3 separate regions of the Hordeum vulgare genome follow, and all the other regions are linked to region 2. A link is a contact called in public Hi-C data. All regions are on one chromosome and are shown on one strand. Each heading gives the region's core, a stretch centred on a gene start, on an enhancer-like site or on the middle of the called end of the contact. The rest is flanking DNA. Distances are from core to core; before and after follow the strand shown. Region 1 holds the start of LOC123439624 (RING-H2 finger protein ATL74-like). Region 2 holds the start of LOC123443148 (transcription factor PCF5). Region 3 has its middle 44 kb from the start of LOC123443146.

Evidence for each region. Hi-C and Micro-C count contacts between places; a contact is called where the count stands out from the background.
Region 1: a contact with region 2 is called in a Hi-C map of leaf, with 2.0 times the contacts expected there. The contact joins the promoter of LOC123439624 here to the promoter of LOC123443148 in region 2. A contact is called at or near these places in 2 of 6 Hi-C or Micro-C datasets (leaf and seedling) and 1 of 1 datasets of contacts at active chromatin or transcription factors (embryo).
Region 3: a contact with region 2 is called in a Hi-C map of seedling, with 3 times the contacts expected there. The contact joins the enhancer-like site here to the promoter of LOC123443148 in region 2. A contact is called at or near these places in 2 of 6 Hi-C or Micro-C datasets (leaf and seedling) and 1 of 1 datasets of contacts at active chromatin or transcription factors (embryo).

What each region holds. Positions count from the first base shown.
Region 1 is chr3H:107,087,302-107,090,642 of MorexV3_pseudomolecules_assembly, reverse strand. It overlaps LOC123439624 (RING-H2 finger protein ATL74-like), which reads right to left and starts at 1,582. Exons shown (of 1, transcript XM_045116315.1): 1 at 443-1,582. The coding sequence starts at 1,273. The coding sequence ends at 629.
Region 2 is chr3H:106,439,603-106,442,845 of MorexV3_pseudomolecules_assembly, reverse strand. LOC123443148 (transcription factor PCF5) reads right to left here and starts at 1,683. Exons shown (of 3, transcript XM_045119432.1): 1 at 1,389-1,683; 2 at 1-1,281. The coding sequence starts at 917.
Region 3 is chr3H:105,889,265-105,892,810 of MorexV3_pseudomolecules_assembly, reverse strand. No RefSeq gene overlaps it. Among protein-coding and RNA genes, the nearest start is that of LOC123443146, 44 kb to the right of the region's middle. Within about 2 kb of position 1,475, at least 2 of the 3 cell types and tissues checked have open chromatin away from gene starts, as enhancers often do. A contact at or near this core is called in seedling, where this site is marked.

The DNA of each region.
Region 1 (3,341 bases), core at 333-2,832, 650 kb before region 2:
GTGTGACAACCAACACATCTTTTAAAAAAAAAATCAACATTTGTAAAACACATTTTGAACATGCAGGATCATATGCTCCCAAGAGCCAAAATGAATATCCGCTAGATACATTCATATCTAGATAAATCTAAGATAAGAATTTTAAAACGGAGGAAGTAGTAGCTTGCATAGAAAAGTATTTTGTCATGAAACTTCCCAAACAAGTACTACGGAGTAGTAAATATGCATATGTATATGTGTGTTTTTTTCAGGTTTTTTAAACTAAAAAAATTCTAAAGCTTTCAAATAAAATGCTCCATAGAAATCGAGCTGCATTAGGCATTCCCGAATGTACCGTCAAAGAAATAAAAACTTAACCACATATAGCTTTTGAGCTGCAGTTCGTCACCTTGCAAGATGGAGTGGTAGATTATGAGATGGCCAGAGCAAAGAATCCATTCCATTAACAGAAATCACAGTCTCTTATTTATTTATTTTACGGGTAAGGATAATCACAGTCTTAAATACATCCCGAGCCTAACCTATACTGTAGTACTGTATATACATATGTCACACTGTACACTTGTTCCCGGTCCCCCTCGAGGCTGGATTATACAGTATAGCTTAGGTAAAGGGAGATGCCGATTGACTACCTGCCGCCGATGTTTTCGCACACGTCTCTCTGGGTATCACCTTGTACGGTCACTGTCAAGGTTCCTCCTACACCAAGGAACGTCGGTTGCGGCGGCTCCGACGACGACTGCGCAGCCGCCTCCGCCTTGCCCTGGGACTGCTCCGCCTCTGCCCGGCAGAGAGGGCACGACGTCCTGGTGCGCAGCCACGCGTCGACGCACTCTACGTGGAATACGTGCCCGCAGTTGGGCAGCTGCCGCACCGTGTCTCCGTCCACGAGCTCCGACAGGCACACGGCGCAGTCAGCCCCCGCGGCGCTCGTGGACCCGGCCTCCTTCCTGTACACGGTGACTGGGAGCGCGGAGAGCGCGGACGCGTTCAGCCCGTGCCGCCGGCTGCCGATCCTTCCGAAGGAGTTGATGGACCGGAAGATGCCAGCGGCGAGGCCGCCGGTGCCGCGGCCTCCGCCTCGGCCAGACCGGTACACCAGCACGTAGAGCAGGACGCGCATGGTGACGATGGCGACGGTGACCCCGAAGAGGACGAAGACGACGGTGAGCGCGACGCGCCCAGTGAAGCTGTAGTTCAGCTGCCGCTCGTATGGATCCCCGGCGCCTTCCGGCGTGGCCGGCGCGCCAGCCATGGTGGTGCTCTCTGACATGGCACTGATCGACAAGCTTAGTAGGAAAGGCTCGCCTACTAACAAAGAGACAGAACGGAAGAAAGAGATAGAAGAAGGCAGCGGTGTCAGGTTTAGCACCACTGATCAACTGCATGTGTGTTCTCTCACAGCTTAATTAGCTTGGGTAGGACACTGCTCGGGTCAACGAGTGGTGTCAATGTCGTGTACAATAGGATTGCGAGGCTGACATGTGGGGTGACGAGAACTATTGCAAATCACACGCAAATTGCTCACTGGGCGAGAAGAGAACGTGGAGATGTGGATTTCATCAGCGTGGTTTGAATAGGGATACCTGAGCTTTCGGTCTACACAAGACTTCTCTGTCGTGTAATTTTGTAATAGGAAGTCTACAGGCGAAAGGCAAGACGAAACTTCGAGGAATTGAGCAACCAAGGCAAAATCGTTGACTTGCAAACCAGAGAACATAAAATTCTTGAAGACTCGTCGGAGTTGAGAATGGGAATTTCATCAAATAAAACAGAGCCCTAACGGTGCTGCAAAACGACTGCCGGAAGCTCGGAATCGGAACTGTGCATGGAGGTTCTAGGTATGGATGAATCTAAAGTGGTGAAGAATATTTGAAGTTTATTGGAATTGTGTCTAGTATTTTATAGATTAGAGTTGGAATTGCGTCTAGATGGTGTATATACAACAGAAAGAGAACAGTTGAGAAAAATATTATTAGACTACATAAACTGTTAAACTAGGAAAAAGATCAAAGTCAGCCGGCCGATTACGCGTACACTTTCACCACGTACACAGCCGTCAGATACGAGTTTAATTAACCAACGCTCAATCAGTTAAGACCTTCACGACTAGACGCGCGTATCTCTGTCACTTACAGTTTTTCTGTAACATTATCTGTGTTACAGAAGTCCTTCAGTAACAACATTTATGTTGCAAAAAAGTTAAGACAAAAAAGTTCTCTAACATAGAACATCATCTATGTTACAGAAGTCCATTTGTAACAACATCCGTGTTGGCTAAAAGTTAAGACAAAAAAAATTTATAACATCATTTGTGTTATAAAAGTCCTTCCACAATGGAAATCATGTTTCAAAAGAGTTCTGACAAAAAAAACTGTTTAACAAAACCGTTGTTACAAATGTTTCTACAGCACAAGGTCTGTTACAATGGTGAGGACGAGTCGGGGCGCTGGATGGCCTCAGTCAACTGGATGCGGAGGCGACGGATCTTTTGAATAGATCCATCGACCGACACGCAGCTTCATCTATTAAACTATTGCACTTGAGAAAAAGATAATTAAACTCACACAGGGAGGGAAGTAGAGGTGCATAATGTGTTTGACCCGAAATGATGTAATATGCTCAATCACGTTTCAAAGAAAATATGTTCAATCACAACAAGACGCCGGAAAATGGCCGAAGCAGCCCAAACTTACCCTAAGTCGGCCTTTCCCCGACGAAAAAACAGTTCAACATGTGGCTTGCCAATGAATCAAACTGTGTAAATCGTCACCGTGGCTATTTCTTGGGGAGCTCCTATCGGACGCTTCATGGGAGCTCCTATGCAGCGCTGCAGGTGCCCGTGCTGCTAGCATAGGCCGCCTCACTAAAGTGTTGTCCTGTTATTTTTTGATTTTCTAATTTTTTATGAAAAATTATAAAATCAAAAAAGGTTTACATATTTAAAGAAAAAAAATTATCCATATAAAAAAAATCATATCTTTGAAAAAGGTTCATCAATTTTGAAAAAAGTTCAATGAAAATGAAAAAAGTCCACCCCATTTAGGAAAAGTTCATTAATTTTTCTAAAAATTCAACAAATTTGTAAAAATTTCATAAATATTGGAAAAACGTTCATGTATTTTTTGAAAAAGTTAATTGAAATGAAAAAAGTACATAAATCTATAAAAAAATCCATCTATTTTCAAAAAGATGTTCATAAAATTTCAAAAAGTTTATCAATATGCAAAAAAAGTCATCAATATTAAAAAGTCTTCGTTGAAATTTAAATAAAATTCATCCATATTCAAATAAGTTTATAAATGTTTTTAACAAAGACGTCACAAGCACCTAGATATGGC
Region 2 (3,243 bases), core at 434-2,933:
GCCTGCTGGGCGGTGCCGTTGCCGTCGTGGCCATCCGACCGGTGCTGCTCCTGCTGCTGGTGGTGGTGATGAAACATAGGGTCTGGTAACGGCTGCAGCGACAGCCGGAGTTCCTGGCTCTGGCTGCCGGTTCGCGACAGGAGGTCCGGGGTGTAGCCTTGAAAACCCATGGCCGACGAGTGCGCAGCCACAGTGGACGACGACGGCTCCCCGCCCGCGGTCCCGCCCATGGGGAAGAACGACTTGATCGTGTCCGCGATGGAATCCGAGTCGAGCGACGGCGGGAGGAAGCTGATGCCGCCCGTAGCTCCTCCAGCGCCACCAGACCCGGCGAAGTCGAACGACGAGTGCGCGATGGTGATGGCCTGCGCCTGGTCGTCCGAGTTGTCGGCGGAGTCAGGCTGGGTTGAGGAGGACGGCGGCGCGGCGGCATTGCTGGCGGCAGGGGCGACTGCCGTGGGCTGCCAAGCGGGAAGGGTGTCGAGGTTGTCGATGGCGTCCTTGGCGTTCTTGATGAGCCAATCGACGGCCTTGCTGGGGCGGTCGTAGCCCAGCCGGTCTTGTACGTCGTAGAACTGGATGGCCGTGTGCGCCGACAGCCGCACGCGCCGGTCGCGAGGCCCGCGCGCCGTGCAGACCTTGCTGTGACGGTCTTTCCGCCCCGTGGAGCGCACAATGTGCCCTCCCTGCACTGCCACGATCTCCCCGCCTCCGCCGCCCCTCACCCGCGCGGGCGTCGCCGGCACCATCTCGCCGCCTCGTCCTCCTCGCGCCCGCGTCTGGGATGCCGGGGGCGGCTGCGCCTGCGCCGTGAACTGATGCATGTGATGGTGGTGGTTCCCGGCGCCTCCGAAAGACAGGAGCTGCGTCTGGAGCCCGTGGTGATGATGGGAGTGGGACTGGCCGGCGTCGCCCATGGGCGCGAGAAGGGCATACTCGGCGGACGAGCCCGGCTGCCTCACGGACGCGGCCTGCAGGTGCGAGAGCTGGAAGACGGGGGCGGGCGGAGGTTCTTGGTCCTGCTGCACTTCTTGGTGCAGCTGCAGCAGCCGGTAGTGGTGGTGCTGTTGCTGCTGCTGCTGCTGCTGCTCCTCATCCGCAGCCTCCTGTTGCCCGCCGCCGCCGCCGCCGCCGCCGCCGCCGCCGCCTCCTGCGCCGTCGCCTCCGTGAGGACCCCGGTGGTGGTGCCTCGGATCCAGATCCCCCGGCTGGAGCTTCGCCTCCGCTACTGCTGCTGCTGCTGCTCCAATGCGCGTCCATCCAGCTCGCCGGATCCCATAACTAGGAGGAAAAAGAAATAGAAAAAACCATGAGAAAAAGAATCAAGAAGAGGAACGCGGAGGGTGCATGACGGAGGGAGGGGGAACAGTGGTGGGCAAGGGACTGACCCAGGGGAGGAGAGGAGTGGGGGACTGAACTAGAAGCAATCTGATGGATTGGACATCACATTTTAGGAGGGGGGACGGCGGCGGGGGGGAGGGAGGCAAAAGCTTTTGCTGCTGCTGCTGCCTTCTTTCACTCTCTCTCCTCTTGGGCTTGTGTGTGTGTGTGTGTGTGTGTGTGTGGGAGCTTTGGAGAGCAGGAGGCAGAAGGGAGGCAGGAAAACAGGATGATAAGAGCAGGATTTGGGATTTAGTGAGGAGAGAGGGTCTGTTTCCCTCCTTGCTGCAGCCGCCGCTCCCTGTCAATGTGCGTATGCGTGTAGGCGCAGGGGAGAAAAGAGAGAGCTTTTTTTTTTTGGTAGGGAGGAGAGACACTGCTTGCTTGCCTGCTAGCTTGCTCAGCGGTCTGGGAACATCCGAACTGAGCCGAGTGAGGGCTGCTGGAGCCCAAGGAGTGATTGAAAGCCAATTTGGGGGCTGCTGCTCCAGTTGGATGTGCAGGATTTGCTTGTGTAGCCGGTTGCTTTTCTAATTTCGGGAAATGGTTAGAGACATGATATGTTCTCTTCATGTGGTGAAAAATTTACAGCCTGCTCTTTCTGTGATTGCTGTACGCCCACAACTGCTGGCTATAAAATTCCTCCAACCAACGAGGGCGGAATAAACGATTCGAAATACTAATTGTGAAACTGCATATATGCGCTTGTACGATTGTGCATTTGGCCCTTTTTAAAGTGTCGATTGAGTGTTGCGGCTGTTTTGAAATGCTTCTGTTCCTAGAAATAGGTGGTTCGTCTTGTTTCTAGCCCCACCTTGCTAAAAGTGTTGTTACCAAGATTTTGATCCCTCCTTTCCCAGCAAAAATAATGGCATTTTCTCATTTTGAAGATATAATAATAATGGCACTCTTGTTGGGCATGTTATGTGAAAAAATCCGGTCATTCCTAGTTTAGTTTCATGCCAGAGCATATTCACCGGCTCCCCGTTCCTTAATAAGTTTTCTGTATTGAAGATTGTCAAAATTGCGTTTCAACGGTTTCTTCTCTCCTTTCGCGTAAATAGGACTCTCATTTCGACGAATGAAATCGAGGGGGAACATTGTCCTTAACCATGTCTCGGCGTTCTTAGACACGTACGATGTTTGGAACATCCCTCTAATAAATGAACATTTTTAGAGAGCCGATGTATGGAGTATCTAAAAAATTATTGTACCTCTTTTATATAAATAAGAATGTTGAACCCAACAAGAAGCAAATAGAATTGGTTGGTGGAAACTTGTAAAAAATCATAATAAAAAGGTATAAAGATTGTTTGATGATTTGTTTGATCACACAAATAATTGTAAGTACATAATTTGTGACAAAGGTACAATATTTATAAAAATGACCCAATCCTTAATTATGCTAAGGACATGCCAGTTGTATTACCTGTAGGGATCAAATCCCTCTCGAGCACACACGGGGATTTCACCAAGTTGCTTTCATCTAGTTCACTTGAGTTAACATTCATTGCTTTGTTAATTGTTGTGTGGTGAAACATATATTATTGTGATGTCCTTACTTGAACAAACAATAGAGTAATTAAAATAACATCTAACCATAACATTACAAGGTTCCAACGACCACCTCACATAGTAGTTCACAAACTTAGGATTTGGTAATACATTTCACTCCAACTCCCCATGATAACTAAACTAATCAAAAAAGCTCTCCTTTAGGCTTAATGATGAAGTGATATGAAGTCGACATCCACACATCATCACTAGTGAATTACACCACAACATAAGATCAAAACATTGAACTTTGTTCAAGTTCACATGATTACTGGAAACAAGGTTTATTTCATGTCCTTGAGAACACAA
Region 3 (3,546 bases), core at 226-2,725, 550 kb after region 2:
TTTGGGGGGGTGGGCTGCCGGTGAAAGCCGAGCTCCGGCTATGGCCCGAGCAGTCGATGGCGGCGCCTTCAGGCCCCATCCCCTTGTTGGAGGCATCGACGTTGCAGCCCCTCCCTTCCCATGACCGACATCCTTCGGGGGAAACCCTAGATCGATCTGCTCTTGCGGATCGAGCGATGATGACACTATCGGCTTTGCTCGGCTCGGCGTCATATATCCTCTTGAGGACATCGTTTTGAAGATAGACTCGGCCAGAAGGACCCGATGCTCATGTTGGTGGTTGGCGACGGCTTGTATAGCATCACCGTGAGAACAGTAGAAGCACCCTTCACATGCAAGATTCATCAGGTAAGTTATGGCCGCCAACCTCACGAGATTGAAGCGGCATATGTTTGCTCTATCGGACATAGCGTTCCTCTAGGATGTCGTCGAGTTTTACGGATAGGCTTGTGGCAGCTCAGATTGATACAACGGTTTTTGGTTTGCACTTTGGTAGCGGCTTAAAGTGCTCGATTGCCCGGCCGGGTGTGTTGTGGGATGTTGGATTTCTGAGGTGTTGTATGTGTTGTGGTGCTTTAGGCCTGGTTGTTAGGCGTTGTTTTAGGTTTTCGCTCGGTTTTTCTTATAAACCGAGCATCATTTTTCATTCTTCATCTTTTGGTACTCGAGCGAGCAAATTAAGCAAAGAGCGCGTGAAGGTGGTGAGTAAACAAAATTGTCGTCTGTTTTGATCCCTAGTAGTAGCAAAGGAGCAAATTAAGCAAAGAGCGCGTGAAGGAGCTAAAAAAAATTGTCGTCTGTTTTGATCCCTAGTAGTAGCAAAGGAGCAAATTAAGCAAAGAGCGCGTGAAGGTGGTGAGTAAACAAATGACCTTGCGCACGTAGTCGTGCATGCAGATGCAGCACCAGCACGCCTGCTTTGCTTCTTCCCAGAAGCGCAGCAAATCAGATGCTGAGGATAAGTTAAGTCCCCTCTTGGCACGGCACAGCACAGTACGTGTGGGCATCAGTCAATCGGCAGTGCACCGAACAGCAGGATTATATTATCCAGTCCGGAAGCAGATCGGCGACGTTAGCGACGCCGCTGCGTCCAAAGTTGATAGGAGCAGTCTCCCCCTCCGTGCCGCATGTGCCAGCAACTCCGATACTGCATGCGCGGCCACAGGCTAAACAACCGTAAAATAAACACGGAAAGATCGAGCATGATCCAAACCTAGCGAAACTTCATCCGTCCCATTTTGTGATGTGATGATGGGTGTGAGATCTTTGCCGTACAGGCAGGCCTTTTATTTGCTGCGTCTAGCCTGATTAGTATTTTTCTATACGTTGAAGATAACCCGTAGTGCTGTAGAATACCTGGTTGATGTGATACATCATCTGGGTTGGGTTAATCTAACGAACCTAGGCCGTAGGGATCAGTAGCCCATACGGGTAGGGGTCCCGGTCCCTAGGCAGGCTCGCGCATGGATCTATCCGCCTTTGGGTGTGTGTGCGTGTCTGTCTGGCTTTGCGGGCGGTGCAGCCAGCGAGGCGGCTGACAGTTGCTTCGTGCCACCACCGATCTGCGTCTCGGAGCTAAATTCTGTGTTTCGACCTTTTTACAAAAATTGAATGAGATCTATTTTTGATTTAAAAAAATTAGAATCCGATTCTTTTCAAGGTCCATGGCCATAAGTATAACGACCTACCATTGAAGCCGCTGACGACAGGGATGCACGCTCTATCATAAAATATCTTCAAATATCAGATACATTATATGTTCATACATATTGTCGTTCATCTTAACGATAGGGTTATATGAGCTACTGCCAGTCTGTTTGATGACAGAATGTGTAACGCTTATGTAATTAAGTTTTTTATCATTAGAGACCTCGGTACTAGGCTGTTATACCCTACTAACATAGACCCTGACGTTAGGAATCTGACTTTACTTTTTAAAAAAGATCAAAACACAAAAATTGGACGCATCTCGTCACCGTATGTGCGCCACCGGCTATAGCCTCCCTTGTTGGGGTCCGCTCAGTTCACCGGTGAAGCTATGAGGAGAAGGTGTTGTCACAGAGCGGCCTAACATGCTGAATGTGACTTGATTGATTTTTTTGTTTAAGAGCAACTCTAGTAGAAACATCTCTGATAGAGCCCCGTATTTTTGTTAGCTCCCTTCGTAGGTCTCTCGCCATCTATATTTGTGGGTCTGAAGGCCTTATTTTGAGCTCCAGCTTTGCTTCAACTGAGCTGCAAGTGAGGGAGAAAAGTTTCAGCTTCTTGCTCCTCTTGCCACAAACGGAATTGAAGCATTGTGTTCTCCCACACACCATTGACAAGAGGGGAGATAGGACCGTCAACTATATGTGATAGTCTAGCTTTTTTTTGAATGGTAAACCCGCCTTTATTGATTAGGGGAACGGTTTACAGGTATGACAAAAGGGTGATGGGGTGAACCAGCCACAGGTAGCGCCCATTATCTAAAGAAGAAGCAAAATTAGCTACATTATAGGCATCAACATTCCTTTCTCGTCCTTCGAAAACAAACTCACACCTGGTAAAATTAAGAGCAATAATTTTTATCTCCTTGATGATAGAACTATATCTTCCCTCTGCGCCAGACTTGATGTCTTTAACAACTGCTTCACAATCACAAGCAATAACAACTTGGTTCAAGGACAGATCAGGCGCTAGAGCCATAGCTTCCCGACAAAAAAAGAGCTTCAAGAGTTGGCGGATCCGTGACTCCAGTGAAAACCAGTGTTGAAGAACCCAAGAAAAATCCCTTATGATCACGGCAAATGGTTGCAGCTGCACCCTTGCTGCCATTCCTGGAGATACTCCCATCAACCTGAATCTTGGCTACTCCCTCAGTAGGAGCAATCCACCAGGTGAGCCTAATCCTGGGGGCACCCGCGGTAGAAGAAGATCCTCCTCTCTCCTTTTCTTTGAAGGTTCCAAGTTCAACGATATAGTTTGTTACAAAAGCATTAGTTGCGTGGTGGCTTTGCAAAATTTCTTCATGGATAGCTTTACGGCGAGCGGACCAAATAGCCCACAAAGTAACTAGCAGTTTTGTCAGCCTAGCATGAGGCAAATCCTCTATCGCTGCAAACAGCCACTGCTTTGCTCCAGGCTCTATAGTTGTCTAAATATAATCTGCAATATCATTATCCTCGAGAGCGCAGACACACCTTACAACCGAGCATTCTATAAGCGAGTGTCTCCACGAATCTTGCATCCCGTACAGCTCGCACTTGTCATTATCCGGCATGTTTCTGTATTGGCGAACATCTTCCGTTGGAATCGAGTGCCTTGCAAGTCGCCACAGAAAATTATGGATTTTACCAGGAATTTGAACTGCCCACAGAGAAGTCCATGCCTTAGAATCATCAGATGAGGATGACCCTGCATTGCCCTCTAGCCAGTCTTCTTGACGATTCTTAGTGTCCACTAGCATACGGTATGCTGATCTCATAGTGAATAGACCGTTTTTCTCATAGTTCCAAGCCCAAAAGAATTTTTATTGGCGTTTGTGGCGGCCTACAAAACATCGCCCTT